Linked DNA regions of Rattus norvegicus: region 1 is linked to region 2. The links are chromatin contacts, called in public Hi-C maps. All regions are on one chromosome and are shown on one strand. The core of a region is the stretch at or near the end of the contact, and the rest is flanking DNA. Distances in the headings are between cores, read along the strand shown. Region 1 overlaps Arhgef26 (Rho guanine nucleotide exchange factor 26). Region 2 holds the start of Arhgef26 (Rho guanine nucleotide exchange factor 26).

Evidence for each region. Hi-C and Micro-C count contacts between places; a contact is called where the count stands out from the background.
Region 1: a contact with region 2 is called in a Hi-C map of Schwann cells, with 3 times the contacts expected there. The contact joins the enhancer-like site here to the promoter of Arhgef26 in region 2. A contact is called at or near these places in 6 of 12 Hi-C or Micro-C datasets (the A7r5 cell line, Schwann cells, kidney and 3 more) and 1 of 1 datasets of contacts at active chromatin or transcription factors (oligodendrocytes).

What each region holds. Positions count from the first base shown.
Region 1 is chr2:148,992,562-148,996,542 of GRCr8, reverse strand. All of the region lies in intron 11 of Arhgef26 (Rho guanine nucleotide exchange factor 26), which reads right to left. Among named protein-coding and RNA genes, the nearest start is that of Dhx36, 50 kb to the left of the region's middle. Within about 2 kb of position 2,667, at least 28 of the 93 cell types and tissues checked have an H3K27ac peak or open chromatin away from gene starts, as enhancers often do. A contact at or near this core is called in Schwann cells, where this site is marked.
Region 2 is chr2:148,887,867-148,891,511 of GRCr8, reverse strand. Arhgef26 (Rho guanine nucleotide exchange factor 26) reads right to left here and starts at 2,089. Exons shown (of 14, transcript NM_001427682.1): 1 at 477-2,089. The coding sequence starts at 1,553.

The DNA.
Region 1 (3,981 bases), core at 1,418-3,917, 100 kb before region 2:
ACACAAGGAAACTAAAGGGCAGGGGACTGGTCTTGGAAACAGGCAGGAGTGATTTTTATAAAGGAAAAGCAGTCATCATTGTCAAACATATAAATGTGGCTAGTTATTGAGTAGAGGGGACTTCTCATTTAACTGCTGGACATTTAATGAAGAACTGAGTAGCAACTGAATCAGATACTTAGCACACTCCTCTGATGTTTAACAGTTCAGAGGACCAATTTCACTTGTAAGGCAAGCCCATGAAGCAGGAGCCTTTCCCTCCCACATACTCAACCATTTTGGTAAAGAAGGCAAGAAATCCTTTTTCTACGTGTTAGCTTTATTCAAATAAAAATTCTGACATAGTTAGACTATCCTCAAATGCTTTAAAATATTTTCATGAGCAAGAAAAGATAGCCAAATTATTTAAGTTAGCAATAATGCTAACTTACTACTGTGTGAAACAAAAACTTAACTGTTACTTCCACAAGTCCTGGGTAGGCACAGCACTGTTCTACCACATAATCATCCTTGTGTATTTTTGAAAGCAGTTAATTAAATTACACGGATATACTATTTTAGTTCTCTATAAAATCTTCCAAAATGCCATGTGTGGGATGAGTAGTATTTTGGAGGTAAACAATTTAAGCCATTTTACTATGCAATACACCTTCTGGGCAGGCATCTTTATCCCCAGATACTTGAAGAACATTCTCCTTACTCTCCTAATACCTTGCAATGTATTTTCGCTTCCGGGCGTGTGCTCCTCTTCCTTACGGAGCAGAGCAGCCCATGTAAGGACCTACAACAGGGCACACCAGCCCATGCTCTTCCTCTGTAATCTTCCTGCTTCCCTTTCTTTCCTGCAGGCTTTGTCTATTCCCTACTGCCTGTGAGAAACCTAGCCCTCTGGGGCTGCTGAGATGGCAGAGACGCACTTGATATTGTGGAGGACTCAAGTTCAGTTCCTAGCACCCGCATAGTGACTTACAGTTGCCTATTACTCCAGCTCCCAGGGATCCGATGTCTCTGGCCTCTTCTAACATCACCCACACTCACATCACACACACACACACACACACACACACACACACACGTAATTGAAAATAAATCTAAAAAAAATGCATCACAACATAAAGAAAAAACAAAACAAACCCAAGTGTTTTAAGAATGCTCAAGTCTGCAAGTGCTTGCTCATGCAAACCATGTCTATATGGCACCAGACCAAGAACCCATGTCTTCTGTCCAATGCAAGTGCCTGATTTGCACCCTATATTTTAAGCCAATCTGTTTTATATATTAGAGAATGAAGTGCTACAGAACATTTTTGCCTAGTGCTTCTTTGGCTTATAAACTGTCAGTATTGGCAACACAAACCTCACCTCTTCCAAGTAACTCCCCCCATATGCACACCTATTGCCTTCCCTATTCTTAACTGACAGTCTGTCCCCAGGGCACCCTCTGCTCAGCCTCACTATGTTGCTGGTCCAGAGTGGACTCCTGAAACCAGGCAGTGGGGCTGCCTGGCTAATTAGATTATCTCTAGGACACTGCTTAGTGTAACTGGGGCTCAGTTACCATCGTACGAGAGAATGCTATTACCAATCACATGCTGAGCCTTGATCGTTTATACGTTGTTTGCTGCTATTATCAGATCATATACTGACAGGCAGGAGACTGCCACAAGGGAAAGGCCACTCTGCAATATAATGAGATTGACTCAAAAAGCCAAAAATAAGTAAACTGATAAATGTTTTAAAAGTAAAATGAATAGGTACCACAATTCAAATGAAACGTGTGTACTCAAATAATTAAAAATTAGAAGAATGCAAAGAGGGGGCTGAGTCTGTTCAGAGGCTAAGCTCTTGCTAGGCATGAGCTTGGATCTCCAGAACCTATGTAGAAGCTAGATGCTATGGCATTTGAGTGCCTGCAATTCCACCTCTCCTACAGGGCCATGGGAGACATGGAGAATCTCAGGAATCTTTGGGGCCACCGAGCCTACTACAGAATGGCAATGAAGCTCAGTCACCTGGAAGAGTCCTCTGACCCACACACTCTGACATGTGCATGCCTACATCCACATACAGATACTGACAGAAAGGAAGCATCAGGTCATTAACACATACAACTACTAGAAGCTGACGTTACCATCCTGCTTCTAAAACTTGAATATAGAGCAAAGTGCTCTGTCTTGGTTTTGTAAGGAATAAGGAACATTTAACTTCCTTTTAATCAGTCCCCAAGTAAACACTTTAAATTCTGTTGTTTGATGGGGAAAGATCCTTATTATGCCACAGGCTGAACTGGAATTTCCAAAGTACAATGCCAACTGAAAACTAATATCTAGCAGGTGAGTGGTTCGCCAAGGGCAGTCTCCACAGTTCAGTATCTGTGTCTCTCTGTGCCAAACCAAAGCAGGGCAGGTCTTTACCCCATGCTTATCCTGCCCAAGCTGCTGCCTTCCCGTTGCACTTCGGAACGGAATCTTTTACACAGGACTTTGCAGACCAGGCCAATCTCAAGATCCTGCAGCTGCCCCCTGCCACTGAAGTTGAACAGTCCAGATGAAATCATTCACTCCTATGCCATGCTGTCTGGGTACTAATGGCATCCTGTAGACAGTGTGGCCCCTTGCTGGGACTCTAGAGGACAGAACAAGACACTTGTTGTTGCCCTTGCTGAATGGAGCTGTTTCTTGAAAACATTTCAATTGAGTCAGTACCACCCCCTCTTAGAAGCTGTCAAACCACACCAGTTCCCCTGGGGCTTCTACACGCCTTGCCAAGGAGCTGGCCCCACCAGGAAACTGGAAGGAGTGTGTCTCAAAGCAGGAGCTGAGGACTTGCTAAAGACAGGAAAGCCATTATCAGAGTCCATGGCTCGCTCCCCTCCACTCTCTCTTGTTACCATATGAAACAAGAGGAAGAAACAAGAGGAATTCGCAACCTAACCACACAAGCAGTTCAGACTTTTCCCTCTGCCCTGATACCTGTCGGGTATCAAATTCCAAGACAACTAACTAATCCTTCCTTCAACCAACCTTCACTGAATGCACGAGCTCTGCCCTAGGCTGTGGTTCTTTGTTGTTCATAGCCCTTAATATGATGGGGCAAACAAGCAGAATTAAACATGTTCAAGCCCCAAGCAGTGTGCAGAGTCCTGGGAAAGATGCTCCTTAAACTACACTTAACCACAGAGGAGAGAAGACCAAGTGGAAAAGAGCCTAACAGCCTTCCCAGAACCACCCAGCATCGTATGCATGGCACTAGAAGATGCTGTGGCAGTCTCCTCATGGGGAGTGAGCAGCTGAGCCCCTTGGTCTTATCCTTTGACTGAGTAGTAGGTGTGCCGGTTTTAAACTTGATGGCAAAAAGGTTGCAGTCACAGAAATTGAATTTTTCACTGCATCTGCTAAAGGCTAGATAAGTATTAAAAAGGAAAGCTTTAAAATGAGAGCACACACTACAGCCTCAGCACTGCTGGTGATCCCAGCACTTAGGAGACTGAGGATCACCTCAGCTAGCATGAGCGACACAGCAAACCACATCTCAAAAAATAAACTGTATTAAGGGCACTTTATTTTCCCAACATTTTTAGAATAGAAGTGGTTATTAAGAAAACAAGAGAGATTAATTCAGGCTTGTAAATCTGTCCTCTCCCACCCCTAGAAAGTCAGGACTGGTCCGGCTAATATGTAACACTGTTAAAAATAACTGGTGAAGTTAATATGCTTCCTGGGAAATATTAGTACTCACTGCCATATCACCTGTTCAGAGTATCAAATGAACACTTCTTTATTTTGGTCCCTTACCCAAGGAGGGCACGTGGCACTGTTGTGTGCTGTTTAAAATGCTGCCTACGGGGCCAAAGAGGGGGAGGGCTCAGTGGTTAAGAGCACTGGCTGCTCTTCCAGGATGCAGGTTCAATTCCCAGCACCCATATACCAGCTCACAACTGTAACTCCAGTACCAAGGGATCTGGCACCTCACGCAGACATAC
Region 2 (3,645 bases), core at 840-3,339:
AAGACTGTATGTCTAAACTAAAACAGGCTTGCTTGTGTATTACATGTGTGACATTTCTATAGACTGGTGCCGGTTGTCTGATTAATCAAAAAAAAAAAATGTGACTGCCCTCTTGCTTAGATCTCTCGTGTTTCTAAGAAGGTGGCACATACTCCAAACATCCCTCTCTGGCTGGCCCTTTTCCTTTAGGTCACATTGTAAAAAAAATATTTAGTAAGGCCAACTGCTAGGCCCATATTAGGTTACAATATCTCTCACTTTCATACAGATTCTAAGCTATTAGTTTGTAAATAATAATAATGATAATGATAATTATAATGATAGTTAATAATAAAGCACAAATATGGGGCATGGTTACTGAAAAAAACAAGGCAATGCACTGTTCCATGATTTCATGTGCTATGGGCATTCAAAAAATTTCCCCAACACGTTCACATTGGATTTAATGAATGGCACGTGAGCCAGCCCAGTCTTACCTTTATCCTTCCCAAGCTAGAGAACTTCTCCTTGTCTTCCATTACCGCCTTCAGGACAGGCTGGGACATTCTGTTCTTCTTCTTTGAGCTGGTGGGACTGTCAAAATCAAAACCGCTGACCACTGCCCTTCGGTAAGATGTGGACCGCAAGCCTCGCCGAAGGGAGCCCGGGCTGTCTATGTCGTTGTCGGCTTCGCTTTCCTCCCCTTCGGGGCCCAGGGGTGCTCCCAGTCCCTCCACCATGCTGCGCACCTTGAGAAGCCTCCTGTGGGGCTCTACATTCTGACTGTTGGATTTACTCAGTTTAATTTCGGAGGCAAGGCTTTTGGGGATAATCTGCTGCTTTCCCATCTTGAGGGCCGCCGGGCTGTTGGTACTCAAAATCACGGAAGGGTTCGGTAGCTCATTCCCTTGGGAGGGCAGCCTTTGGAGGGGCAGTTTTTGTTCTGAAGACCTGTGCTGGGGGGCAGGAGAGAGTCTCGAGGGGGACGGCTCCAAGTCCCCAGCAGACTGACCAGTTTGTGATACTGGGCCAGATGAGTCGGTTTTCGGGGCAAGGCCATTCGCAGTGGGTGAAGATACCTTACTGGCAGTCACCCTGGTGCGGTCCTCACCCGGGGCGCTAGAGGCTGGGATGTCCGGAGTCCGCGAGGCGCGCGACAACAGCGCCGCGGGCGAGGACACCGTGCCATTAACAGCGGACTTCGGGGAGCCTCCAGACGCCGCGTAGGAAACCAGGGGTGACTTGGGTCGTCGAAGTCGAGGAGAAGCAGCTCTGTAGTCCGGGGACACCGTGCGACCATTGGTCACCGGCCTCCGATGTGCGCACAGAAGCTGGGGGCTCCTGGACACTGTCCTGCCCTCTGGGCCGGCGGGTACAGGGACCGGAGTCTGTGGCGCGGGCAGAGCAGCTAGCTCCTCCACCGGGAAGTCAGTGATCAGCAGCCCGCTGGGGCTCTGGTACGACTGTGGCCGCGGCTTGCTCCGGCCGAGCAACTGGAGCGGAGGGGTAGACCGTCTCCGCCACAAAGGGGTGACGCCGTTGCTGGAAAAATCCACCTCGCTTTCGCCGTCCATAGCGGGGCCTTTGGGCCGGCCCCAAGAGGAGGAAAGCTTCTCAGGTTGTCTAAGAGGAAGGAACTTTGCCTCCGGACAACTAGTATTGTCTGGGAGCCTAGCCGGGGTCCAGTCCGGCGGTCACACGGGTGTCGCGCCGGACTCGGCAGCGCCTCACTTACCCGCCCTTTCTCGGGCACAGCGCCTCCCGCCACGCTGCGCGACCGAGGATTGAGATCCGAGCCGCAACCGATTAGATGAATCTGGTCTCTTCTGAGTCCTTCCCGCGCCCCAAGCCGGTTGGCACCTAGAGAGCTCGCCGCCACTGCAGGACACTTGGAAAGAGTTCAGCTGGCTGGGACAGCTTGCCGCGGGACACTCCCCCGCGTCTCCATCTAGCCGCCCGCCCCGCGCTAGTACAGCCTGCCCCCGGTGCGCGGTCTCCAGCGCGCTCACCCTTCCTGGCGTCCAGAGCACGGACCAAAGAGTGCTCCCAGTCCCCGTGGGTGGCCTGAGTCCTCACCAAAACTCGGAGGCAAGCGCACAACCCAACTTCGCAGAGGCCCGCGGCGCCAGCCCCGCCCCCGCGCTACGCCCCGCCCCTCTTGGCCCCGCCTCAGCACGCCGGGGAAGCTCGCACTGAGGCGCCCTGCAGTTCCCGCCTACGCCTGCCCTGAGAGCGCTCCAAGTGTTTGCAAACTGGACGCGCACACCTGAGCTGGGTGTCCAGACCGGAGTACTGGAATGTAGGAGCGCGGGCGACCGCCCTAGGGGCCAGCTACAGGGCGCGGTCGCAGCTCAGAACACAGCATGGGAATGATCTTGAGAGCAGGGAAAGGGGTTCTTAATGATCCCCGAACTATGGAGATTGGAAGGGTGAACCAAGTCGGAACCTGGTGCTGCTGTGCCATTTCACTGGGCCACTTGCGGGTCTTCAAACTGCACCTCACTCCGGCGTCTCACTTCGGGGTCTCATTCCTGCCTGTGCTTGCAATGTGGACTCAAGAGGAAAACTGGCTAAAAGGCCAGGCGAAACGTAACTCTGCATTTCATAATCTTTGGGCCTTGTATGTTTGCAAGTCACACAGTAAAAGTAAACAAAATACAAAATATTTATTTAGTGTGTATAATATAAATTGAAAATGTGTGTAGAATAAAATACCTTACAAGGAATACATAATAAAGCCTTATTCGAGATTAGTAGTCTGGATAGAGGTGGGCCTACCCCTACAGCCTAGTCTTTTCTCACTACCTTTATTTAGCCAAGCCAAGTGCACAGCCTTAGAGTCTTCACACTTATTTCTTGGCCTTCTGGCTTGTTACTCCATTGGAATGGGAGTTGGAATACTCCCTACTGTTTATTTCCCCAACCACCTGATCTCTTTCTTTTCTACACTACTCAAAATCCGTACACCTGTATGCTTATATGTTTATGTATTAATACTTAATCTATTCTGCCTTCCCATTGTAATTTTGAAGAGGGCAGGGGCCATGTTGATAGTTCACGCACACAGTAGATGATAAATATCTGTGGAGTGAGAAAATGAATGAGAGAAACGAACCTGGGCCAATGATCATTCGTCTTTTGGATGTTGGTTGCCAAGTTGGCTCTGTCTTAGTGAAATTCCAGGTATGTAAGAATAATGAGGCGACCTGAGAAGACATGATTTTAGTCGGTTAGATCTGTAGAATTGGTTCTGTTAGCAAGACATATGGCAGTCTCCATGCTTTCAAAGTTCACGTGAGCAGCCACTGTTTAAAGCCTGTGCTTCTTTCTGCTTTGGTGGTGAAAGGAAGGGTGATGTTTATCGTGTTTCTTCATATTTTTGTGTACTTACCAAAGCTGCACGATAAAGATCTTTGAACTGAGAAACGTCCTTGAACTCGAAGAAATGGAATCAAAATGTTTATCAAAATAAATTTTAAGAAAATTTAACAATAATTTCATATGGAATGCAATAGATTCTGTGTTCATCTATGGAACCTTAGTATAGGGAATTTTCATATCAATAATAAGTTTAACTCCAGAAAGTGTGGAGTTGATAAATGGCAAGTTTAATAGGGGTCGAAATACAATCTGTGATCAAAGTTAAAAAGCTGCAAGTAATGGCGA